3 separate regions of the Zea mays genome follow, and regions 1 and 3 are each linked to region 2. The links are chromatin contacts, called in public Hi-C maps. All regions are on one chromosome and are shown on one strand. The core of a region is the stretch at or near the end of the contact, and the rest is flanking DNA. Distances in the headings are between cores, read along the strand shown. Region 1 holds the start of LOC100275692. Region 2 holds the start of LOC103635349 (protein SUPPRESSOR OF PHYA-105 1). Region 3 holds the start of LOC103637015 (probable protein phosphatase 2C 12).

Region 1 (4,394 bases), core at 1,834-4,333, 220 kb after region 2:
ATTTTCTGCAGCAGACGCGCAAATACACAAGGGCGCGTGTCCTAGCATTTTCGCCTTCGTTCGCTGTACATAATTCCTGCTGGTCTGCTGGAGAAGAAGGGGGGTACTATCCAGGTCGCCGCCCGTAATGCCGTCTCAGCATTTTCTGTGTGTGTGCGTGTGTGCTGTAGCATGTCGGCATCCTACAGTGCTTTAGAGTTTATAGATAGATGGCCTACCCTTATTAATACGAGATGTTGATCAGATGACCATCCATCCAGGGAAGGGAAACTGCGGGTAGAGGACCAATGAGCTTACTGATATCACGGATCACCTAAACCTTTTTGACCAAAAAAAATACGTGCTGACTTTCTGCTGGAGCTGGCAGTTGGCATCGCTGCAATCCTAGGTGGGATCCCAGAACACAACAGGGATCAATGCGATAGCTATGCCCTGACGATCGCTGGCCTGGGTTTACTTACTGTCCTACCTACATATATATGGAGCTTGTCGTCGAATTCGAAAAATCCATCCAAACAGTTGCGGACAACGACGAGAGAGGGGTGAAGGAGATGTCTCATTACGCCGGACAATACGTCTATCTCGGCGAGGAAGGGATGTGAAACTAGTTGGCGTTTGTGGCCACAGTTTTGCTAAAATTTTGCACCAGAAAAAATCTCGGAAATGACTGCGGAGAGGAAAATCTCGGAAAGCAGCGAGTACGAGTACGGAGAACGTGCACGCGGTGTTTCTTTGATTTTCTACGCCATGTTGTGCTCCCTAAGTTAAGAAAAATGCACTTAATAACTGCTAAATTTTTGCTAAACTTTAGCACTTGACAGAGCTGTTTGGGTACAAGTATTAAACTTTAGCACCACATTTCTATTGGCCACCCATCAGATGACCATCCATCGCGTCTGCCAAAGTTCCGCAGCTCGATCTTGTCTTCTTCGCTACACATATCGACCCATGCATCTCTCTCTCGTTCGGCACTCGGCAGGCGGTTTCCATCCACCGACCCAGAGCCTCTACTCCGAGGCTGCGTGCCGCGACGAACAGAGGAGCAAACCTGCAACTGATCTGATCAAGAACACTGCACACAGGTAGGAGGCCGTCTAGGACAGACAGGCACAGGCTCGCGCGCGCGCCATCGTTTTTGGGTCGCGTGACGGGTCCGCGTCTGGCATTAACGTCCGGCGGCCGGGCTTGTAGCCTTCGATAGCCACCACACTGCTGTAGCTGCAGGCTTCGGCTTCCTAATCACGCCGCCGGCCGTGGCCGTCCCCCGGGCCACCACTAGATTAATGGCGGCGTTTGAGAGCCACGCATTCGGATCCCTCGCTCTCGTCAGCGGCTACTGCTAGCGCTAGCTACGTCCTAGTCCGAGCGCTGCTTGACTGCTTCGTTCGGTCGACCTCGGCCGCCGCCTGCGTAGCGTAGCTGAGGCCACCGATCGAGGGACGGCCGGCCGGAGACGATCGACTCATCGGCATCGCCGGCTAACCAGCTTGCGACATGAGCGACCAACGAGGGTTAATTGCTTGTTTGGTGTAGCACGCTGCACGGGCCACCATGGAAAACGACTCCAACTAGCTTCATATTAAAAAAAAAAACAAAGAGAGTAGTATGCCGAGGAAACTGAGACCGGATAGAGTCGCTTATAAGTTGGGGCGCCGTCGGCTATTTATGCGCCATTTTTCTCAGTGGTGGTTAAGCAGTCTAGTCACCTCTGAGATTTTCGTACTGCAATACGTCGTCAGGCAACTAACAGCAGGTCAAGCTAGGACACACGACGAGTATGTATGTAGTCATGGAGCAGACAGGTAGAGAGCATCGCTACGCTAGCAGCTAGCTACCAACTCGGATCAATCAAAACAAACAAGTCCAAGAGCATTGTCTGACACGGCCTTTTCCATTCCTTCTGAACAGCCTACTGGCATGCATAATCCAAATGTATATACACACATATGCATGTACCACACCTTCCTCTACAAGCAAAACATGCATGAAGCAAAACCTAGGAGGGAAATGTGCTGGGTAATGGATGGACTGCACGGCTGACCGGCTATGACAAGTATAAGCTGCCATCGAGCCCACTGCAGTACGCCAGTAAACTGATGATGGTCAAACCATTACCTCTGGGTGTACAGTACAATAGTGCATATATCATATCAGAACGGGAGGTAGCTCCGGCGGAACACGGCGGCGTTGGCGAACAGCCCGACGAGGTCCCGCTTGTACGGCAGGAACGACCTGCGGCGCGCGCCGCCACCGGACTTATTGTCGTTGACGTAGCAGCTCCAGGCGTGGGGGGCACCGGCAGTGGCACCACCTCCGGGCGCGGCGACGCCTCGCCCATTCTGGCTCCGGCGCCCAGAAGAGCCACCGCCGGCACTCAAGAAGACGAACTTCTCCTTGCCGTCGCTCTGGCTCCGCCCGACGGCGAGCCGGGGCCGCCACCGGAGCACGGACCCCGTGGAGCCGCTCTTCTTGCACCGCGCCGGCGACGCCGCCGCCGCCGACCACCCGGGCGACCACGGGCAGAACGTCTCCGCCGGCACCGAGTCGTCGTCGTCGTCCGCGGGAGCTGGCAGCGGTGCCGGTGCCGGATCCCTCCTCCTGTCCACCGCCAGATGCCGTCCTAGCGGCACCCGCGCGGTGGCCGTGTCCGGCTCCGGCTCCGGCTCCGCTGGATCAGCAACCCGCGGCGGGGACCTCGGGCGCCCGAAGACTGGGTACAGCAGCGGCGGCCCCACGAATCCGCCGCCGGCGCCTGCAGGTAGTAGACGGGGAGGCGGATGGGCGGCGGCGAAGGTGAAGTCGTCGTCGCCGTCGTCCAACATCGTAGCGCTCCTGGGCTCCCGCATGTCGTCGCTACTGCTCGCGTCCGGTCCCCGTGCTCGGACGCCGACGACGCAGCAGCGTTTGGTCCCCATGCATAGTCGTGAGGGTGCGGTGGCTGGGACGCTCCTCGGCGCCGGCCGGGGCTTGTTTTTATACGCGGCGGATGGCGGCATGGCGCTCGATCGCGTCGAGGCGCCGGATGCCATCGGCTGATGGCACGCATAATCCAGGCCGCTGAATCGCTGGTCGCGGCATCGGACAACCTTAATTTAGGTGTGTGCGCGTGCGTTACGTACGTTATCCTTCTCGCCGATGGCCTGACAGTGGTTATAGGGAACCGGGGTCGTTTTGGATCAGGTTTTGAAGCGAGATACTGACGTCTCTTCCTAACGTTACTTAACTGGAGTGCCATGTAGAGTTACTGCGCGCGACATATAGTATATTATAAGCCCGGGCTTACAATAACTAATGAAAATATTGGCCCAACCGTGCCATCCGGTTCAGCCGAATCAGGTGAGCGGCTATAAAAACAACTCAGACCGCCAGAGATTAGATTTTAGGGGCGGTGACGGTTCCCTCGGGCGTGCGAGCGATGGAGACGGTTCCCTCGGACGTGAGCGGCGGCGATCCCGAGGCCAGCAGCGGTGCCGCCCCGAGACGGGCGACCGGCGGCGCGCCCTAGGCCCAGTGGCGATGGCGGTTGTGCGATAGACTTCGACAATCCTAGTGGTGGCCATGGAAGACGTGGATCGCTCCGGCGGACGCGCAAGGTGCGGTCGTCTCTAGCGATGGCAGCCACGCGAGGCGTGGGTGGCTCTGGCGTCCTTCGATCTGGTGGCTTCGGCCACGTCCTTTGATCTAGCGGCATCGTGATTGTCCTACGGCGCGGCAACGAACTATCCGATCCATGTTTATGTCATCGATGATTATGTTTTATGTCTTTTATTTATACTATTTATACATTCCAGTGATGATTTTTACGACGATGAATACCATTTTTACGTCTACCATAAAATTGTCCATAATTCCCGCGGAGGCTCCTAGTTGAATCGATATTATATTTTCTTATCAATTATACTACATGTTATATGTATTTATGCGACTTTATATAAGAATTTATGCTCTGCATTAATTATGTCATCTTTTTTTTCATGTGTGTAATGGAAACGAAAATATCATCTAAAATTTATGCGCATGCAATGGAAACTCTCACGATCTGCCATAATTTTTGGATTTGTATAAAAATAGAAACTGCATGCATTCGACTCCTATAATTTTTGGATCCACTAAAAATAGGATCGTGAATATAACGCACCAGAGTTATCAACCTCTCTCACATGGCTCAGTAATTATGCTCATAGTTGAGGGGTTTTACGTTCAAAACTTAAGGTTTTTACGCTCGAATCTAGAGATATGTCTACCCGTTTACCACATTGCAATTTTTATGCAGCGTTCCGTATTGCATAATTATCAATACAGTGTAGCATAATTAGTATCAGTATATATCATAAACTGGTTGTAACGAGCATAGCTGCATGGTTGTTAGACCAATCTTATATTTATGTAGGAAA
Region 2 (3,805 bases), core at 140-2,639:
ATTTTAGTGATATCTTGTTGTGTTTTAATTCTAGTCTACCACAACTTATTTGGACTAAAAGGCTATGATGATATTCACGTTTATCGTTCAACATATGATATACTTTAAGTATGATTTTGAAATTTCCATTTTAGTACTATTATTAATTTTGTTAGTGATATCGTCTAGCCTACTATATATTTTAAATATAGCTTTCAATTTTTAATTTTCGTATCAAACTTAATTTTAAAAAGTTAAACAGATTATATATTGCCTTTCCACGAGTGGGTGGTGGCTGGTTGCCCCGGCACCACAGACACAGAACCCGCACCGAGCTACAGGATTCCTGGCCGAAACATATGATATACTTTAAGTATGATTTTGAAATTTCCATTTTAGTACTATTATTAATTTTGTTAGTGATATCGTCTAGCCTACTATATATTTTAAATATAGCTTTCAATTTTTAATTTTCGTATCAAACTTAATTTTAAAAAGTTAAACGGATTATATATTGCCTTTCCACGAGTGGGTGGTGGCTGGTTGCCCCGGCACCACAGACACAGAACCCGCACCGAGCTACAGGATTCCTGGCCGAAACAAGCGGCCAGGGTTGCAACAGGCTGCCACGCGCGAAAGAAAGCAAAAAGCAGAGCTCGTTTCCCCACCCATGAGCGACTGCCGAGCCGACTACTCGACTTCCTCCTCGCCCTTCCTTCCACCGCTTCCCTCCCTTCCCTTCCATCCAGCACGCCACGCTCGCCCGCAAGTCGCAACTCGCAAGGGGTAGCGCAGAGGCGGGTCGGACGGAGAGAGAGAGAGAGAGAGAGAGAGAGAGAGAGAGAGAGAGAGAGAGAGAGAGAGAGAGAGAGAGAGAGAGAGAGAGAGAGAGAGAGAGAGAGAGAGAGAGAGAGAGAGAGAGAGAGAGAGAGAGAGAGAGAGAGAGAGAGAGAGAGAGAGAGAGAGAGAGAGAGAGAGAGAGAGAGAGAGAGAGAGAGAGAGAGAGAGAGAGAGAGAGAGAGAGAGAGAGAGAGAGAGAGAGAGAGAGAGAGAGAGAGAGAGAGAGAGAGAGAGAGAGAGAGAGAGAGAGAGAGAGAGAGAGAGAGAGAGAGAGAGAGAGAGAGAGAGAGAGAGAGAGAGAGAGAGAGAGAGAGAGAGAGAGAGAGAGAGAGAGAGAGAGAGAGAGAGAGAGAGAGAGAGAGAGAGAGAGAGAGAGAGAGAGAGAGAGAGAGAGAGAGAGAGAGAGAGAGAGAGAGAGAGAGAGAGAGAGAGAGAGAGAGAGAGAGAGAGAGAGAGAGAGAGAGAGAGAGAGAGAGAGAGAGAGAGAGAGAGAGAGAGAGAGAGAGAGAGAGAGAGAGAGAGAGAGAGAGAGAGAGAGAGAGAGAGAGAGAGAGAGAGAGAGAGAGAGAGAGAGAGAGAGAGAGAGAGAGAGAGAGAGAGAGAGAGAGAGAGAGAGAGAGAGAGAGAGCCTAGTCGACTTTCCGTTTCGGGAAATTCCCGTGCCGCTGCTCGCCGCGGCGAGTGTCGCCCTTTGGATCGGGCGAATCATCCTGACCCGCGCCCCGGAACCGCAGCCAATCGGTCGCGGGAGGGGGGGCTCGTGGCGGCGCTGCGCGCGAGGATGCGCCGCGCGGGCGGCTCGCTTCTGCTGGCCTGCTGCGCCCGCGCGCGCGCGCCCGCCGCGAGGTACGAGCGCATGACTCCCCGCCGCTGAACTGAATCGGTCCTGGGCTGGTTTTCGGCTTTTGCGCGACTGGGCCCGTGCGCCGTGACCTTATTGCGCGGGCGCCGCGCGGTTTGCGCAGGGTAGGTTTGGTGCGATGGAAGGGGCGGCGGCGGCGGAGGTGGGCGGCGGCGGCGAGGATGTGCAGATCAAGGGCGCCAAGGAGAGTGGGCAGCCCGCGGCGGCGGCGCAGCAGCCGCCGCCGCTGCCGTCCGGCAGCGAGGCGCTGGAGATGCCGGCCACGCCGCTTCCGCGGGACATGGACTGGTCCGAGCACTTCTCCTTCTTCACCTCGCCGGGCGGGTTCGCGGGCAGCTCGGACGGCGCGAGGGGCCTCGCCAGCGTCGGCCTGTCCAACTCCGAGTCCAGGCCGGACAGCGTGACGCAGCGCGGCGTGGACCACGGCGCGGAAGAGAGGGTGGAGGAGCTCACATTGAAGAACTGCATTAGCGCTGATGCTGCCCAGCCCGAAGCCTCTGCTGGTGGGAGCACGAGCGGTGGGGATAGGCCTGCTGTTATTAAGGGCCTGTGGGGTAACTTCACACGGATGGCCCGGAGAACCAGCTATTTGGCCAGCAGGGAAAACGCCGCACTGAGCTATGGCGACATTGCAAGCTCGAGGGCTGGTGATGCTTCTAGCAGGGAAAATCTGGCGACGAGCCTTGCCAACAATATCATCTCAAGGAACAACGATGTGTCTGGCAATGAGGCACCTACGAGTCGTGTCGGATATGTGAATAATGAGTTCAAGACGCCATTTCACAGCCAGCAGATTCTCTTGTCCCCTTGGTCTAATCAGGACAACGCTCTTAAAGTAAGCAGCTTCTCGAATAGGATTCTTGATCAGATGAGAAGTAAGACTGTGGCACCCCCATCTGGGGTTCTAGGGTCACCGCTTAAAAGCAAATCAAAAGGTAAAGGGGTTGCATACCAACGTGCACGGGAGGAGATCCGAGTGCAAGCTAATGCAAGACCCAGAGACCCTCTGGACAAGATCCCGACAATTCCTACCTCAATTCATGATTCTGTGGCCAGAGTGGACATGCTTTTCAGTACTAGTGGAGATGTTTCAAAATCCCACTCTGAGGGAACTAGCCTGAGGGAACTGATTAAGCCTGGGCGGCAAACGATGTCCAAGTTTGAGAAATTGCATTTGTTTAAGCAGATCCTTGATCTTGTGGATAACTGTCATGCACAGGGTTTTACTTTACAACATTTGCGACCATCATATTTTACGATCCTATCTTCAAATCAAGTTAAATATATCGGTTCTTATACCACACAAGATTTGCCAACATCAATCAAACAAGAGTTTGCTAGAGAAGATCTTGTGAGTAGAAAAAGAGCTTTTGGCCATAGAATTGATTACCAAGACTCTAATGGCCATGGAAATTTGATGCTGAAGCATCAAAAGGTTGGTGAGCAAGGCTTAGTTGCTGTCAGGCGGCTGGCAAATACATTTTTGACTGACAAAATACGCGACAATCAAATTGAAGATAACGATCCAGGTATTTCAAGGCAAGAAAATTTTAGTTACACTACCAGAGAACATTTTAAGTTCGTCGAATCATATGGCAGCAATATGTCCAGTGCTCAGCATGTATCTAGTTCTGGAACCCAACAACCAGCATTTGAATTGAGGAATATTGAGGAAAGCTGGTACAAAAGCCCAGAGGAGCTCAGTCAATTTAAAGGCACACCCCCATCAAACATCTATAGCCTTGGGGTTCTTCTATTTGAGGTATATCCAGTACTTAAGTGCCATTTTTTTGCAGCAGTATCCATAATTGGATTTTGTAGAAGTGATGTGACATTGTGCAATTGCAATTTGTAGTTTTGCGGGGTGGTATATTACTATCATTTACTAGCAAATTCAAGTGGTTTACCTAAAATCTCTGAGCTGTTGGACTTCTGACATGCATAAGCATAACATGGTGTTTCCCACGTCCCACCACATTTTAAACACGAAAGATTAACATATCAGGAAAATAAAAAATGACACAGATAATCACATTAATTTTGAGATATTTATGGTCCTTTCACAATGATCTCCATTGCCAATGAAAGAATATGATAGGCATTCTGTTTTTTTGGTGCATCAGC
Region 3 (3,916 bases), core at 822-3,321, 210 kb before region 2:
TGCAATTATGTCGAGAGCAATGGGAGCCACCTAAACCCGGCAGACCACCTGCGCCGCGCCGCCCAGCCGTGCCGTGCCCTTGCGCACGGCGGTTACCCGCAGCGACCGTTAGCAAAGGCTATGGCATAGGGCGCACCCGCCGCAGCACGAGGCGATGGGCGCCAAGGAGCGCGGCGGTGGTGCGGTGCGGGCTGTTGCACGTGGAGCCGTGGGCGCCGACAATGGACTCCCAGAGCGTGGCCTCTCAGTTCTTCGCCGTTTCGCTCTTCCCCTACCTCGGCTTCCTCTACTTCATGACCAGGTCCAAGACCGCGCCCGGGCTCACGCTCTTTCGGTTTCATTCTTCCTCCTAGCCTTCGTCGGCGCCACCAGTACGCGTTACTTCTCCGATCCCCCCGTCCCTACTCTAGTTTCGCATGCCAGCGTTTGGCCAAATCAATGTAGTGTTGTGTAGTAATTCCTCATACCTTGGCTGCACCTGCCATGCAAATGAGATGGTAATGCACAAGTTGTGCTTTTGCCGATTGCCATCGGTAGATCACTAGTAACTACTGTGTAGTATTGTAGTAGTAATGTGCTTATAACTTGGATCTATTATTCTGACAAGTGCACTCCAACATACAAGGTTGCGATTTTAGTATATCAGTACTTAGCTTGTCTACATAAACGTACATTAAAGTCTAATGCACAGGCCTTTTGTGTGCACGATTCAGAGAAGTTATATGAAACTGTGACTGTGAGGGCAATTATGTGTCTATCAGGTACATTTGCTAAGCTCCACTTCTACCGTTCGACGGTTAGATCATTGTGAAGATGTTAGTGTGTATATGTTTCACTACTAAATTATATAAGTTGAATTATGGTGAAAGGGTAAAGAAGGTACAATATTACTTTGGAACCATAAGTTGAAATAAGCTAGCGTTTGGTAGCTTATTTCAGCTTATCTGTGATCCAAAAAATAATATTTTACTTTCCCATAATCGAACTTATATGATCTAGTAAGGAAACAAACAGGGCCTTTCAGATTAGTGGTTGAATACTAGGTGGAATAGATAATTTAAAAGCAACTGAACATCTCAGTGGCTTGCTCATATATGATCACATGGGCTTTTGCTCCAGTATACCTCTTTTAGAAAGGTTTGCAGACCCCAAAGCAAAATATTTAAGATCAGGTGCTGCTATTGTTGCTTAGCTTCAACTTTTTTAGTGAAAGACATGCATTCATACAAACCTCAGTAACAAAATAAAGATACCAGTAGTGTTACATATGGACCAATTGAAAGCAATAAACAGTGAGTATTAGGATTCTGCAGAGGACCAATCTGGAACCTTTTTTCTTGTTCTTGAGGTTACAACATGATAAAAATACCAGCAGCCTGCACCAATTCAAGCGAATAAACAGTGAGTATTGGGGCAATCAGCAGACTAACCTTTAACTTTCTTATTCCTGAGGTTACAGATAAAAAATGCCAGTAGTCTGAAAACGTACTAATGGAAACCAATGTTATCGACCTTTTCATTATTGGGAACAGTGTTTGCTTTGTGGCCAATTAGATGGCGAGGCTGGGAGAAGTCGCGCATAAGAGATTTTCTATGCAGCTTTAACAACAGAGAGACGCATAGCTAGCTCTGAAGTTCTACAGAAGGAAGCAATCTGAAACTGAATTAGTTGAATGATGATTAGAGTTTACGGACATTTCGTTCCAAGGTCACAGTGACCCTCCCTCGCAAGTCGTCTGACATTTTGAATTTTTTAGATGCTGTAACTGTAGTTCCTGTGCACAGCCCTCTTGAGTTTAGTGATGTTCCGTTTCTGACTACTTAGCTGTCTAGCGGAGCATTATGCCAGTGCCATTAAAAGACAGTGCCATTAATGTTCCGTTTCTGACTACTTAGCTTGGCTCGCCAATTTAGCCGTCTTCTTCAAGATAGGAACATGCCCGTGTGATGCCACGGAACACAAATTGCGACCCTCCACGGTACAGAGATTTGTTTGTTCGGGTTAAAAAAATATTTAATCCCTTCAAAAAAATTTACTCCACCAACTGTACTTCATTTTTCCTTGCATCGATGGTACAGAGATTTCTCTGCTGGTCTTTCTTCCTCGCGGGGGTAACGCCGCGGTCCTTGCCCAGGCGCTTGACCTGGGGCTGAACTGGGAGGTCAAGAAATTCTAGGAACTGTCCTACCAATTACCAGTACGAAAAAAATCACAGCAGCCACCCACCACCAATTCACCGTACGGTTGGATAAATACACATCAACCACAACCAATTCACCGTACTACAGTGGGAGTAAATAGACAGCAGCCACAACCAATTCACCGTACAGTTGGGGTGGAAAGATCGCGATGATTCCTGTTTCGGATTTCCTCGCCGTTTTTTTGTTGGGGTTTGCTACGACGGCGAAACAACCCAAGAGTTTTAATTTGTCGACGTCGTACGGACCGTCGGTGGCTAGCATCCTGGATCCTGATTCATCTGTCGTCTCCAGGGATTCGGCATGGAGGACGGCGTGTTCGACGGGCACGGCCGCTGCGGGCAGCTGGTCAGCAAGCTGGCGAGGGACCACCTCCCCTTCATGATCCTGAGCCAGCGGAACGCGCTGCTCCTAGGCTCCGACGGCGACGGCGACAGGGACGGCCCGGCCTTCAGCGACGCGTCGCCCACGGCGTTGTCGTCCACGGACGGCAGCCGCAGCGGGCGGTCGTCGCTGGCGCCGGCGCAGATGCTGGAGGTGTGGCGGGAGGCCTGCGCCAACGCGTTCGAGACCATGGACAGGGAGCTCGGGGTCCAAGCCAGGGTGGACTGTGACTTCAGCGGCACCATGTCCGTGTGCGCCACCAAGCAGGGGGAGGACCTCATCGTCGCCAACCTCGGTGACTCCAGGGCCGTGCTGGCGACCGTGTCGGAGACGTGCTACCTGAAGGCCGTGCAGCTCACCATCGACCAGAAGCCCAACGTGCCTCGTGAGTCCTCCTGATCCATCACTGGATTGAACATGCGGGATCGGATCCCTGTTGGACGACGGGCGCTAGGCGCGAGCGAGGATCCCGCATGGTTGTTGGACGGAGGCGGCTGCGCGCATGGCAGGGATGGAGGCGGGGGCGGGAGCGAGGCATGCTGGGGCGGGAGCGGGAGCGAGGCTTGCGGGGGTGCGAGGATGGATGGCAGATGAGGCATGCGGGGGCGGATCCGGCGCTAGGCGCGAGCGAGGATGGCATCGCAATCGGACGGTGGGGATGGAGACGGGGGCATGGTTGTGCCTAGTCTACAGTATCGTCTTAAGGATTAGTAGAGATTTGGATCATAAACTCAGCAGTCTCTGAAGCTTCTCAAGACGTAAAAGATAAAAGGTCTGTCAGTACCTACCCCTCTGAACCCTGACGGCGCATTCGGTAATTAGGGGTGAGCATGTGTTTCTTCTTCTGCTCAACTAGCTAGTAATGATGTTTTTGGGTATAAAGAAATCTGGGGAAATGTACTGTGTGCATATATTAATGCTGATATATAAAAGAGGATGATGTATCTACTGCAGTTCTGTGTAGTTGCAGTGTGCAGCTTGCAACAGGCAATGGTAGTATGGTACTACGACTTGGGTTCACTGGGATTCTGAGTGCTTCAACGTGATTGCTTGGTCTGAATCTTGGCTCCTATCATTAGATTCATTCAGATAGCCTGGGCACAACGTTTTTTTTCCACTGGGATTCCATGGTTTGCAACTCTGCATGGACAGGGCGGAACAGTACACCGAGCTGTTGATAGTAGTTGAAGACTATACTCTAGTCTAGTCCGAAGCTAATTCTGTTGCCGGACACGTGTACATACATGTATGGTTGCATAGATAGCATACATAGCCCATTCCATCTATCTAATTGGCGGCATAGAGGTCCCATTGGAAGGGCTCCGTAGCATTG

Evidence for each region. Hi-C and Micro-C count contacts between places; a contact is called where the count stands out from the background.
Region 1: a contact with region 2 is called in a Hi-C map of leaf, with 5 times the contacts expected there. The contact joins the promoter of LOC100275692 here to the promoter of LOC103635349 in region 2. A contact is called at or near these places in 6 of 25 Hi-C or Micro-C datasets (bundle sheath, ear, leaf and 1 more).
Region 3: a Hi-C map of leaf shows a contact between it and region 2, with 7 times the contacts expected there. The contact joins the promoter of LOC103637015 here to the promoter of LOC103635349 in region 2. A contact is called at or near these places in 7 of 25 Hi-C or Micro-C datasets (bundle sheath, ear, leaf and 1 more).

What each region holds. Positions count from the first base shown.
Region 1 is chr8:73,293,746-73,298,139 of Zm-B73-REFERENCE-NAM-5.0, reverse strand. LOC100275692 reads right to left here and starts at 3,083. Exons shown (of 1, transcript NM_001149718.2): 1 at 1,914-3,083. The coding sequence starts at 3,029. The coding sequence ends at 2,151. It overlaps LOC100279259, which reads left to right. Exons shown (of 8, transcript NM_001350282.1): 8 at 1-329.
Region 2 is chr8:73,511,041-73,514,845 of Zm-B73-REFERENCE-NAM-5.0, reverse strand. It overlaps LOC103635349 (protein SUPPRESSOR OF PHYA-105 1), which reads left to right and starts at 1,389. Exons shown (of 7, transcript XM_008657827.3): 1 at 1,389-3,443. The coding sequence starts at 1,800.
Region 3 is chr8:73,726,497-73,730,412 of Zm-B73-REFERENCE-NAM-5.0, reverse strand. LOC103637015 (probable protein phosphatase 2C 12) reads left to right here and starts at 2,071. Exons shown (of 4, transcript XM_008659294.2): 1 at 2,071-2,107; 2 at 2,110-2,151; 3 at 2,154-2,291; 4 at 2,492-2,982. The coding sequence starts at 2,071. The coding sequence ends at 2,982. It overlaps LOC103635353 (probable WRKY transcription factor 41), which reads right to left. Exons shown (of 3, transcript XM_008657829.3): 3 at 3,630-3,916. The coding sequence ends at 3,871.